2 separate regions of the Danio rerio genome follow, and region 2 is linked to region 1. A link is a contact called in public Hi-C data. All regions are on one chromosome and are shown on one strand. The core of a region is the stretch at or near the end of the contact, and the rest is flanking DNA. Distances in the headings are between cores, read along the strand shown.

The links. Hi-C and Micro-C count contacts between places; a contact is called where the count stands out from the background.
Region 2: a Hi-C map of hematopoietic stem cells shows a contact between it and region 1, with 5 times the contacts expected there. The contact joins the promoter of ap5b1 here to the promoter of nucks1a in region 1. A contact is called at or near these places in 1 of 18 Hi-C or Micro-C datasets (hematopoietic stem cells) and 1 of 4 datasets of contacts at active chromatin or transcription factors (embryo).

What each region holds. Positions count from the first base shown.
Region 1 is chr11:40,960,782-40,968,029 of GRCz12tu, reverse strand. It overlaps nucks1a (nuclear casein kinase and cyclin-dependent kinase substrate 1a), which reads left to right and starts at 4,357. Exons shown (of 8, transcript NM_001004601.2): 1 at 4,357-4,613. The coding sequence starts at 4,597.
Region 2 is chr11:41,541,208-41,548,455 of GRCz12tu, reverse strand. It overlaps ap5b1 (adaptor related protein complex 5 subunit beta 1), which reads left to right and starts at 3,894. Exons shown (of 3, transcript NM_001326456.1): 1 at 3,894-4,000; 2 at 4,098-4,242. The coding sequence starts at 4,099. cdc42 (cell division cycle 42) reads right to left here and starts at 2,477. Exons shown (of 6, transcript NM_200632.2): 1 at 2,381-2,477.

The DNA.
Region 1 (7,248 bases), core at 3,108-5,607:
ATTCGATTACTCAGAACACAGGAAAGGACAGCATTTTGTTTGTGCTTTGCTGGTTGATAAATCATTCAGATGGATTAAAATTTCAATTTCTTAGGTCAGACCCTGTTATAGTTATTTCAGCGAGCTGGCTATGATTAATGAAACAAAGTATTTAGATTTCTGTAATTTATTGTTCATTATGTAATATATTTTCAGCGCCTATTTTTATTTTCATTGCAGTTATTTTATGCCTAACTCTGTAAATTCATGTTAAACACATACTTTGAGACAGGAAGAATGTTGAAAAAATATTTGGTGGAGAAAAATGATTTTTGTACTAATATAAGAGCAGTTAAAACAGACCGGTCAATTTTGACCGGAAACACGAAAGTAAGGGGCAGGATGTGAACACAACAGGAGGGTTAAATTAATATTTTCTATAGGACTTTACAATATTCTATTTGTGCATACACATTAGATTAGTCAGTACTGAAGTCAAATCTGAAGCTTATCTAACAAAATAACTTACAATAATGGTTCAAAAATTGGTAGGCCAAATTTATATGTTGGGGAAAAATATTAAATAAGTTTTTTAAAAATAGCAAAAATCAATCAATCAATAATTTTATTGTCGGCTTAGTCCCTTTATTAATCCGGGGTCGCCACAGCGGAATGAATCGCCAACTCTCGCCTCACAGCAAGAAAGTCGCTGGGTCGCTGGTTAGAGCCTCGGCTCAGTTGGCATTTCTGTGTGGAGTTTGCATGTTCTCCCTGCGTTCGCGTGGGTTTCCTCCAGGTGCTCTGGTTTTCCACACAGTCCAAAGACATGCGGTACAGGTGAATTGGGTAGGCTAAATTGTCCGAAGTGTATGAGTGTGAATGAGTGTGTGTGGATGCTTCCCAGAGATGGTTTGCAGCTGGAAGGGCATCCATTGCGTAAAATATAAGGTGGATAAGTTGGCGGTTCATACCGCTGTGGCAACCCCAGATTAAAAAAGGGACTGAGCCGAAAAGAAAATGAATGAATGAATATTATTACCCCAGGTTATATTTCAGGGTAAAATGTCAGAAGAAATCAGTATTGTTTGTTCTTACAGATCTATGTAAAATGACTTTCTTGGTTCCTGTACGTAAACCATTCTAGACTCTCTCAACCTTCATATTCATTTGTGATTTTGAGGAGAAAAAATATCTAAAAGTGAAAACAAACTAAGAACATTTCTGAGCAACGCTTTCAGTCAAAGGCATAAAAGCAAGCAAACAGATTTGAGGATGGTCAGAGGAAAAATAAATATCTTGATTTGTTATTTTTCTACTGCATAATCCTGTAGGAAATCAATATCATTTGGTTCTTATAGGCCTATGTAAAATTACTTTCCTGGTTCCTATATGTAAACCTTTCTAGACCCCCTCAACCAGACAAAAATATCTAAAGGTGAAAAACTAAGAACATTTCTTAGCAATCCTTGAAATTAAATTAATAAAACAAAGCAAACAGATTTGAGGGTGGTCTGGGGGGGAAAGTCTATATTTGTTATTTTTCTATTGCATAATCCTGTAGGAAATTAATATTATTAGGCTCTTATAGACGTATGTAAAATTACTTTCTTGGTAAAGCTTTCGAGACCCCCTCAAACTACAAATTCATTTGTGATTTTGGGGAGAAAAAATATCTAGGAGTGAAAACAAACTAAGAACATTTCTGAACAACGCTTTCAATCAAATAAATAAACCAAAGCAAAGAGATTTGATGGTGGTCTGGGGGGAAAAGTCTATATTTGACTTTTTTCTATTGCATAATTTGGTTCTTATAGAACTATGTAAAATTACTCTCTTGGTTCTTATATGTAAACCTTTATAGACCCCCTCAACCTTCATATTCATTTGTGATTTTGGGGAGAAACTGAAAGCGAGACGTGACTTTTAAGGGACTGTTTAATATGAATTTATTAATCATTCTTACTGTTCAATGAAAGCAAATTGTCGTAGTTTATTAAAGACGCAAACCTCTCATTGCACGACAGCTGCACCTTCAGCAAACCTCCTAATTCATGCAGCACGAGGACTTTATGATTGTTCATGAACGTCAAAGGGGCTGATCTGTTCTGCAAAATATTTGACTTCTTGTCACTGCATATCAAACGACTTAAACGATATAACTAAAGAAATCTCCACTGTGCTGAGCGAGAGCGCTTCTTAATGAACAGCGCATCATCGATGACGTAAGCGTGCCCAGGCCCGAATGTAATGTGAACAGCGCATCATCAATGATGTAAGTGTGCTCAGGCTCAAATGCGATGTGAGTGCGGGCCGTCGGAGGGGACAAGCGTGCTTTGGCCCGGTTCAAGGCAATAGGGATGGGTCGTTCATCAACGATTCGTTCATTTTGAACGAATCTTCAATATGACTCGGGAACTACGAGTCCTCTTAGGAAATGATTCGTTTATCCGCGCGTGCGCACATTTGTGCAGGTAGTATCAGTAATTTCAAGTCTTCATCATATTGGCAGAAGCCAATCATATGCATTTAGAGCCGGAAAAAGAATTGATCCGCTCCCCTCTCCAGTCCTCTATCGGGTCTGAGTCACTCGTTCATCACGAGCCAATCATACGCGTTTAGAGCCGGAAAAAAAAAATTTATTCGCTCATCTCTCGAGTCCTCTATTGGGTCTGAGTCATTCGTTCCTCATGGGCCAATCATACGCGTTTAGAGCCAGAAAAAGAATTGAACCGTTAATCTCTCAAGTCCTCTGGTTTGAGTCATTCTGTCACGTGATAAACGAACGATCATGGCTCCTATCGGCTTAGACTGTGCATTATATGTGACTGTCAGTGTAACGTGAATAAACCACTGACATTTAAAGACATGAAGAGGTGAGCTGAGCAAAGAGACAACAATACCTTCATAGACAAAACAGCAGGTAAACATTGAATTATTATTTTCTTCTTCTTATATTCTATTTATGACTTATTTGTCGTGTGATCAACCTTTTGGGCTAGTTGTAGATGTGTTTGGATGCAATTGGTAACATTTTAATAATATTTTTGCATATTGAACTAAATTAACGAAATGATTCAAAAAAAGATTTGTTCATCTTGATGAACGAGACTCAAAGATCCGAGTCAGTAAAATGATCCGAACTTCCCATCACTACAAGGCAACTGTACATAGTGTGAGTACGCCCTAAGAACATGTCGGACCAATGCTTTCAACTAAACAAATAAAACAAAACAAACAGATTTACGAGTGGTCTGGGGAGGAAAAAGTATCTTGATTTGTTATTTTTCTACAGCATAATCCTGTAGGAAATCAATATTATTTGGTTCTTATAGGATTATGTTAATTTTACTTTATTGGTTTATTTTACGTAAATCCTTCTAGACCCCCTCAAACTACATATTCTTTTGTGAATTTGGGGAGAAAAAACATCTTAAAGCAAAAAACTAAATACATTTCTGGGCAACACTTTCAATTAAAGGCATAAAAGAAAGCAAATAGATTAGAGGGTGGTCTGAGGTGGAAAAAATATCTTGATTTGTTATTTTTCTATTGCATAATCCCGTAGGAAATCATTATTTGGTTCTTATGGGCCTATGTAAAACTTACTTTCTTGGTTCCTATACGTAAACCTTTATAGACTACATATTCATTTGTGACTTTAGGGAAAAAAATATCTGAAAGTGAAAAAAAACTAAGAACATTTCTGAGCAACACTTTGAATCAAATAAATAACCCAGGATTTAAGGGTGGTCTGGGGGAAAAGGGATCTTGATTTGCTATTTTTCTATTGAATAATCCTGTAGGAATCATCACTGAGAGCAATGGGAATTGTGAAAAGCTAAGGAAATGATTCAAAAATGTATATGTTGTCCAAATAAATAAATAAATTGTACATTTAAATTATGATTTGTAATAAGTTAAATGATATTAATAACAGTTAGCATAATATTAGCAATAGTGTTGTCAAATAAATTAGCTGTGAACACAATTCAGCTCAAAAAGTCAGCAAAAATGATTCATTTGGGGCTCTCAAACCTTCAGTCGTGTGCTGTCGCTTGCATAAAGCGCTTATTCACTGATTTCAACTTCATTTCAAAGGAAACAAGCACCACAAAGTTGTTCTACACTTAAACTGGGACATCTTGCATATCGTAAGGGCCTCTTTTTGTTTCTGAGCCATGCTGTTCAACCTATCCGCAAACGAGGGGGAGGGTAAACGCTTTGGAGACACGACGTTTGACAGACAGCCTCGAAAACCAATGACAAATCAAACAACTGTTCAAACCGGCCAATGGCGTCGCTCTCTGGGCAAATCTGACCAAGCGGGCGGGGTTTGAACGAACACGCCCCGCCTTCCGTCCAATCGTTAGGTTGCGCGAAGGCTGCAGTTTCAGTTTGTTTTATTCACCATTTTGAGTAGCTGAAGGTAATATTTAAACTAAATACCTTCGTAGAGCAGGAATACCTCCAGCATTGTTTAGTTTTCGTCACAGGGAGAGGACGTTGGTTTTTTCGACGTGCCCCCTTGTGTTTTAAAAACACCACGTTTTGTTTGCATTTACCCTGCTTTTCTTTGGCTCCTTTTCACAATTTTAACCGCTACAGTATTCCTGCAAAATGGCAAGACCAGTGAGGTACGTGGGTTTCATTCGTCCTACTGATGGCTACTGCATGCACGCTGGCTACTAGGCTTCACGCATGTGCCAGGCATCCTTAGCTTCTTGTTTAGCGCTCGGATTTTGTAACATTTTGGCTCGTTCGTGCATGCATTTTGCTCGTTGTTTCTTCCCCAGTGACGAAGGGCTGTGTTTTATGCTCGTGGCTACACCATGCACGGTTAAAATCCGCATTAACCGGGATTCTGCAGCGTGATGTTTCTTGTGCATCACCTACCTAGATTTCAGATTATATGTGTAGTGTGAGAGGCACTGAAAAAGGCTTCATGTTTCCTTGTAAGCCAGTGAGAATATGGCTTCCCATTCATCCTCGCCAGAGCTTCAGGAGGGGAAATAAAATCCCGCTGGAGGTGCTCGTTGGCCCGTTCGTGTGATTTTTGCAACCTGTAATGCGCACATATTTGGGCGAACAGCACGGTTTATGCGGAAACAATAGATTGCGAAAGCGCGTTGGTGTTTTTTTTTAAGGAAAGCGCTTTTTTGGTTTTTTTTCGATAGCGGTAAATTAACACGACGCGGGTGACGTCAGAGGGGGGCGGGGTGCCTGAGAGCGACCACACCTCCCGTGTGGAGTTTCTTATGTGCAAAACGTGCACCTAATTCGATGTTTAATCTTCGTGTTTTGATTTTAAACGACATAAATTGATTACTGCATATGAATGTTTGTTAACTGCGTCTACAGAATACGGTATAATGTTATACAAATAGGGGAAATGCCGCGCGTCGTCTTCACGTAGGCTGTGTCGTTTGTACAGAGAAAAAATGTCGCGCGAAGGCCTTAGTAAAACATTCGCCATAGTAATCTTGTTAATATGTTCGAAAATGACTTCAGTTCGCGAAGTTATTTTAATTATTAAACAAATTATTTCACAATTTGAAGAAAACAAAAGTGTTTATCCAATGTGATGTTTTAATTTACATACAATTTGTAAAAAATATATGGTATTTTGAACTATTTGTATATAAAATAATTTAGAAATATATACACACATACATGTATGTATGTATGTATATATATATATTACATACACACCTCTCCAGAGAGAGGGGGTGTTTATGTATGTGTATAGATAGATAGACAGACAGATATATTTAGAGAAAGGTCTGTGAATGTATATGTGTGTATATACATAGTTGAAGTCAGAATTATAAGCCCCCCTGTTTATTTTTCCCCCAACTTCTGTTCAACGGAAATAACACTTTTTTCCAACACATTTCTTAAGTTCTAATAACTCATTTCTAATGACTGCTTTATTTTATCTTTGCCAAGATGACAGTAAATTATATTTTACAAGATATTTTTCAAGACACTTCTACAAAGCTTAAATGGACATTTAAAGGCTTGACTAGATTAATTAGGCAGGTTAGGATAATTAGAAAAGTTACTGTATAACAATGGTTTGTTCTGAACTCTTATCGAAAAATATATATAGCTTAAGGGGGCTAATAATTTTGGCCTTAAAATGGCTTTTAAAAAATTAAAAACTGCTTTTATTCTAGCCGAAATAAAACAAATGAAACTTTCTCCTGAAGAAAAAATATTTTCAGACACAATGTGAAGTTTGATTTAGGAAATATTAAAAAAGGAAGAAAAAAATCAAATGGGGGCTAATAATTCTTCAACTGTATGTATATATATACATACATACATACCTACAGGCACACACACCTCTCTCATTCTCTCTCATTCTCTCTCATTCTCTCTCATTCTCTCTCTCTCTCTCTATATATATATATATATATATATATATATATATATGTATATTTATATATATATATGTATATTTATATATATATGTATATTTATATATATATATATATATATATATATATATATATATATATATATATATGTATATTTATATATATATATATATATATATATATATATGTATATTTATATATATATATGTATATTTATATATATATATATATATATATATATATATATATGTATATATATATATATATATGTATATTTATATATATATATATATATATATATATATATATATATATATATATATATATATATATATTTAGAGAGAGAGCTGTATGTATTATTTAGTTTTTAAATTTAAAATGTCAGCCGATATTTATTCTTGTCTGGGGGTCAAGTTTTTCTTAAATTAAAATGGAAAACAGATGAATTTGTATGGTAATTGGGTTTTAGAATATTAAAATATATTTATATAGTAGTTTTAATTAATTTCTTAACCCATTTTAAGTGTGATTTTTAACAGTTTCTAATTTAATCTCTTGTAAATTTTGAATGCTTTGGAGCTCAGAACATAACTTTGCACTTTTTTTAGAATCACTTGGCAGAGTTTGTGCAGTCCAAAACAATCACAAATCTGAAGTCGTGCACCAAATTTGAAATTGATATCTCACAAAAAGTGCAAACCATTATGATGTCTGCTAAAAGTAAAATGTATGGGAACGAACTAGGAATAAATGACTAAACCATCAGAGGGTTTTAAATATAAATCAATTGACACATTTTGAAAATTTTCTTAGAGGTCTCTATTGATGCCATGGTAGAACAAATCCAAATATTTTTGCTCAATCGGTTAACAATTAGAAGTATTTTTCA
Region 2 (7,248 bases), core at 2,645-5,144, 580 kb before region 1:
TGCAACAGAAACGCTCTATTAATAATATTCTGCAATAAATGCACAACGATTTAAATATTTGAGCCAAGCTGCGAGAATGAAAGGCTGTTATGCAAAACCATGAGTTATGATTCACACTTTGGATTAATCAAATTCAACAGTTATCAGTTGCTATTATTTAAAGACCCACAAGATCGTGCGAATATCAGTAAGAATATGTATGTGAATATCAGATTAAACGTCTACTCGGTTTTAGCAGCACTTGTCCATTCTTCTCAGTCCTGCCTTCTTCCTGTGATAGTTTAACGATGCATTTGTGGCAGGAAAAGCATTTTCTTAATGACCAGACGTGAAAAAGAACTTGTTGCAAAACACAAAGTGATGCAAGTAAAAATTTATGCTGTGTCCTTCTCTATCTAACAGAGAGGGAGGGAGGGATGCTTTAGTAACCGACATCATTTCATCAACAAGCAGAAATCAATCAAAAACCACCATGGATGCAAACATCCACCATTAGTGCTTTTCTTTGAATTTTAACAACCTGAAACCTGCAGACAAGCCAATAACAGTTCTGAAGACACACGGACTATAGAATCTGTGAATGTGTGAGAGAAAGACAGAGACATCGCTGACACAAATGAGGTTTGGCCACAGAAAACAATAGTCAACAAGTATAATTGATACAAATACAACAACAGAGGTAAAGTTGGTTTTATATTCGGATATTCAGTCAATCTTCTTAATATAATAATTTTAGAAAAGTATTATTTGCAAATACTAAATAGGGAAATCATATAAGCAGCAAATGACTATCAAAGTACATTGCTAACAGTGAATTAGATAGTGTTAATGTTGTTTTGAAGTCATACTTGCATGCTATTTCAGACTCAGTATTCAACATAGATAGGTAAACAATATAAAGAGACTGCTAAATGAATGAATGTGTGAATATTAAACCAACTTTACCTCTATTACAACAAAAAAATCTGATAAACCAGTCTAACTAACTATGAATTTAATGATGAAGCCTATACAGCCAACATAATAACAATAATAGTAATAATGATGATAACAATAAGATGCATATATGATTAATATATTTATAATAAGAATAAAAAAAACTATATATTTTTGGAATTTTATTTAAAATGGTTTAAAAATTGACAATAACTTCAGCTAAAACTTTTTGAAATGTAGCATTTTACATGAACAATATTGATAATAATAATAAAAACATTTAATAATTACACATTATTTAATTAGCACAAAATCATCACTATTTATAGTTAAAGTAATTAATCTGTAAATGGAATATAAAATGTAATCTACATTCAACTTTTTCCATCTGATGAAATATTTATTGAATATTAAATCAATTAGAGATAAATGCAAGTGTAAATAAAAGGCAACGTTCAAATAAAAATATGAAATGTTTGTTAATTAGTATATAGATTTGTTCATTATGCTGTTGAAAATATTAAATTATAAAACATGAGGTGAAAGATCAATATTGCTTTATGATGTGAAGAGTATCAAAATGGATTTTTTTATTAATTAAAAGCCCATAAACAAACAACATAATAATTTTTATCAATTTATTAAAACATTTATGACAATAACTTTAACAAAAAAACGACTTCAGATAGCTAGATAGATAGCTAGATAGATGGCTAGATAGATAGATAGATAGATAGATAGATAGATAGATAGATAGATAGATAGATAGAGAGTGGGAGAAATTAAAATGGCTGAAGTTTGCTAAATGATGCTGAGACCATAACACAATCCTTATATGTCATGCATATTAAACCAACACAACCCAACTAGACTGGAAGCAAAATAATGAAATATAAATTAATGCAGCACATTTCCATTTTCAATGATGCTGTGCAATGTAAACTGAAGGCCACCAAAACACAGATCAGCTGAGCAAACAAGCACTGCACAATCCCAGCACACAACCAGGAAAAACCAATCTGATTCTAATACAAATCAGCTACTTTACAATACGCTGATTAGCAAATATAAATAAATTATGACAACTACCCGTCGTCAACAGGCGATTGAAACGGATGACAGACTGAATGTCAGAAACGGTATTCTATGCAACGTTGGCATAATTTAAACTAAGAACAGACACTAAATATGTAATACTGTTGCATGATAACACTTGTAAATCTATCAGTGGTAAAAATCTGACCGGTTCTCCTCAGCGGCAGCTAGCCGCCTGTGCTAACTGCCCTCTGGTGCAGTTTTACACGTTTGCTTCGTTAAATGCTCATTTTAAAAATATCAATTCATATTGTACATATTCACAACTCGATTCCGCACTGGGTCAAGCGTTGATGTTGGTTATAAAAAGAGAAATGGGGTAAATATTTTGCGCGTCATTGGCACTTACCGTATCCTTTCTGTTTGTTTCTCTGCGCCGGGCGTTGGCAGGTCCGCGCGCTTGGGGTTTCCAGAACTGAAGAGCAGGGGCGAGCCGCGCGCTGCGTCACTCCATCACACTTCATTACAACTCAGAAACTACAGGATTAACCTTATTTAAATTTTATTTAGGTTCTATATTCGTAAGTGTACATTTTTAAATCGCAAACCTATTTTCTAACAATTATACATGAGATGAATAAATACTTAATCACAATTCCAGGTTAATTAAAAAAATAGAAACACTCAAAACGAATAGAAAAAGGTTTTTATATTGCCCTCTTTAGTAACCATCTCTTTATTATCCATTATATCTATCTCTAGATTTGATAACCAATATATTTTTTTTCTATCGTTTTTCTGCTCTTGGTTCTTTTTTTACTGGTACCATTGCAAGTACAATTGTTATTGTTGTTAATGCTGTGTCCTAAATATATTTAGCTTTTGTACCTACTTTAAATGTTCAAACAAAGCATTTGCTTTTCTTTCTTAAGAAAGAAAAATTCCAGGATTTACACAAGATTCAAAGGAATGTAAGCTAATTAAACAAACTAAATGCATACTTTGCCATCTTCCTTTATTATGTAATTCAGTCATGTGAATTATTTCATTATAATTACTTGAATTACTTCAATGGTAAAAAAAAAAAAAGAGAGAGAGATAATGAGATAATGAGTAAGAAAATAATTTGCCGAAATTAAATAAATTCATATACCATTTACGGTTTATATTATTTGTTTAAACAAATATGAATATAATCATGTAACTTAAAATATATTATTAATTGTAATATAATGAGAATAGGAACTCAACGTTCATGCACATGTGAAATTATGTTATATAAATATCTAACTCCCTTTAACAATGTGTATACTATTATAAAGTTAATTAACTTTGATATTCAAGCAAATATATGGTGGTAAATATGGCATTTACTTCTGCATGCACATATTGCAACTACATTTCTGTTGTTTTGCAGAGTTTAACAATTTTGTACCATGTTATGTGTAACGTTACTATCATAGCATTTTACCTCAACATGCATTGAGATCAAATTCAGAATAATACATAAAGAGTTAAATATGCAGCAATATGTTGATAATAAATAGTTACCTTATCTTAGAAACCACGACCTTTTGTTTAATTGCAATATATATATATTTTTATTATTTCTAATTATTTATTCAACTGTCAAATTTAGATTGATTTTGACCTACTTTAAACACCTAAAACACCACAAGATGGCAGTAAAACCCGCGACAAAAAGAAGGTCACATTACCCTGTCAAAATACAAGCCCGCCGTTTCAGCTCATCAATGTAAATCTAAATAATTTGAGGGTAAAATGAAAAAAAAAAAGAAAATAAATTAATTGATCTACCAACCTTTAAATCACATTTTACTCATTTCACAGAAATAATCTGTCATTATTATTACAGGACATGACTCATTGGTGACTTTTATTTTAAAACACACGGCTCACTACCTGGTTTATCATATGACAACTAGGAACACATGATCTTCAGAGACGTCAACAGACGGATGTTTAAATCCATTTGCTTTATTTATGTTTTTACGGTGTGAACTGACAGGTGAGTCGTTGTTTTGTCAATGCGGGTGTGCGTTAATTAATACATTTTTAAGCGCCATTGTCACGCACATACATAAGTGCTCCTGTTTAATCTGCAGAATGACTATCGCGGATCTCTGGGATCAGAGAATTTCTGCCTTTCTGCTGAGTCCATCTCAGTTTTTGGCCACCAGCACCTCTGAGATTTTCCTGGCTGAACTCCTACACGAACTGCGGAATGATAAAATCAATGATCAACTTAAGGTAATGAAAGCAGACGAACACTCGTTTTAAATCATATTCATGCTATTGTTTCCTAAATAATAAGTAAGTAAAGGTTTATTTGTATAGCACTTTTAACACACTAAGTTACAAAGGGCTGTACAATATAATAAATCCTGAAAAATAGTTAAAAGAACACATATCTATTAAAGAAAACAAGTTAAAACCTATATTTTACAGTCTATGGTTAAAACCCAAGAACAAAAACACCAATGTAAAACCAGCTCACCAATTAAAAGCTTGACCAAAAAGATGCGTCTTTAAATGCTTTTTAAAAAGTTCAACTGATCCCAGAGTTCTCAGTGCTAGACGGAGACCTTTAGTCTTAGGATGAGCTCTGGGAATGGCTAAAAGGTCTAAGGACTACGTGAAAGATCTTGAATATAGAGCAGCGCTTGACCATCCAAAGCTCTATATGTTATCACCAGAATCTTAAAATGTACTCTAAAACTAATAGAAAGCCAAGAGTAATGCGTGACCTCCTACTGGTGCTGGTTAAAAACCTCGCAGTTGCATTCTGCACAACTTGCATATGATCCATAGATGTGTTCAGATAAGTAAACAAAACATTAGAATCCAACTGTGAAGAGGTAAAGGCAAAGACAAGCTGCATCTCTTCCTCTGAAGCAATATTTCGGATTTTTCTGATGTAATAATAGTGCACGTGCATAAACTGACTTCAATATAATTGGTTATTAGGGGAAAAATGCACATATATATCATGACAAAAATGTGTAATCTTAGTTTTATTAACAATCTTTGTTATAAAATTAATCCTGTCATCATAAATATACTTTTTGGTGTGCAGTAATTTGTCCAACGAATAACTGTGGTAATGATATTATCAATTTAAGACCTTTTGGGGCAATTTATTGTATTTTATAATGCTTATTTAGTAAAATAATAATATAAATGAAAGAATGAAATATACCAATGAAATATTATACCTTTCAAAGTGTGGAAAAGGCTCCATTTAGATATTCCTATGAGGTTTTATAATCATTTGTTGATGTTTTTAATAAGTAAAATAAGGTTTGCATTAAATATAAATCTGCATATGTTCTTCAACATAAACTTCTCACACATTCCTATCTATCCTATCTACTTATTATGTTTTTAAAAATAAAAATATAGTTTTATAAAATCCACACATCAGCTTCATAATCATGTTTTGTTTCATGTTTTAGACAATGTTTGTCAAAGTAGGCAAGTTTTGTTTACCACAGTCTTGACATTTCTTAACTCGCTTATTAAATAAAAAAAGATGCAAAACCCCAAAAGAAAACACCAAAAAAACGAATAAAATGAAAGTGGATAAAATGTTGAGTCATTTTTATGGTAAACACAACAGACATTGATTGCATCGTCAAAATTTGAGGTCATTTATATATTGTGTAAGTCAATATTAGGGCTGTGCGATTAATCGAAATCGAATCGCAATTTTCAATTCAATTCAATTCAGCTTTATTTGTATAGCACTTTTACAATGTAGATTAGTAACTGAAACAGTGTAGTTCAGTTTTTAGTGTTTAAGTTCAGTTCAGTTTAGCTCAGTTCAGTGTAATTTAAAATCATTACTGAGAGTTCAAACACTGAAGAGCAAATTCATTGATGCGTGGCTCAACCAATCTTGAACCATGCGAGCCAGTGGCGACAGCGGAGAGGGGAAAAAAAGTTCACCTGATAGGAGAGTGAAGAAAAAAAACCTTGAGAGAAACCAGACTCAGTTGGGCACGACCATTTTAATTTCTACGCTGGCCAAAAGTCTTGTGCAGAGCTTCAGTCACCGCGGTGGAGGCTGAAAGCTGGCCTCAGCGAAGACTTGTCTGTTCCTGGAGCATCACTGGAATCAGACTCATGTTCTCCACCCCCCATGACCACCAGCGCAGCAGCAGCTCAGGACAATTTTAAACATTGCAATTAGTTCATCGCAAGAGGCTGTGATATGAAATGTATCTTCAATTGCCCCCGCCCAGAGCAAATGCGTGACTGACGTCTGTGTGTGACAGTCTTATGCTGAGTTCAGACTGCGTGATTTAACCCCGATTTTGACTCTGCGACAGGTTTTGAGAAATCGCAGACAAATGCTTGAAATCCCAGGCAAATCGGTGCTCGTGCACGTGAGTGACAATCACACAGTATGAACTATCAAAGACGCAATCTGAGACAATCGCCGATGCCCGTGAGATATTTGCCGTGCTAAATATCTAGAGCTGTTGGCAATTCAAATCATGCAGTGTGAAATGAGTTTTGACTGAAAATAACGTCAGCGATCGCCTACAGCCAATGAGAGAGCAGCATTCACTTGTGCGTGTGTGTGTGTCTGTGTACCTGCTGGCCAGCGGGAGGCTGGGGGAGAAGTTAAAAGCGCTTAATTTTCATTTTATTTGGACCCAAGATATGGAGGAAAAACTAGTGGAGGTTTGACAGGAGCCCCCATGTCTGTTTGACGTTTCATACAAAAAGTTAAAAAAGAAAGTTGAGGAGAAATGGCTAATTCCCTTCAAACCCAGGCGAGCAAATATGTACATTTTCTACCCCATTAAAGGCTTCTTTCTCGTTATGTAGCTAATAACAAAAGCTATACTACGTGTTTTTGGCTGAGATGTAGTTTGGACGAAGTTGTCGACGATTCTTCCTATAGTAAAGTCATGCAATGTAAAAGTTCCTGTCGCCGATCCATCTTGCAGTGTAAATAAAACAGCGACAAAACGCTAGCCCAGATGGTCATGCAGTGAAAACATCTGCGACACGACTACTTTGAAAATCATGCAGTCTGGACTCGGCATTACTAGCTAATTGAGTGACCACACTTTTGTTCTGCCCAATTGGCTAGTAAGACTGTCACACACAGACGGCAGTCACGCATTTGCTCTGGGCGGGAGTAATTAAAAAATACATATACATTTCATATACATTTATGCAGAACGCCCACAATAACAAGAAAAAATAAAACAAACGGAAAAGCTTGGACAAGTGGGATAATGG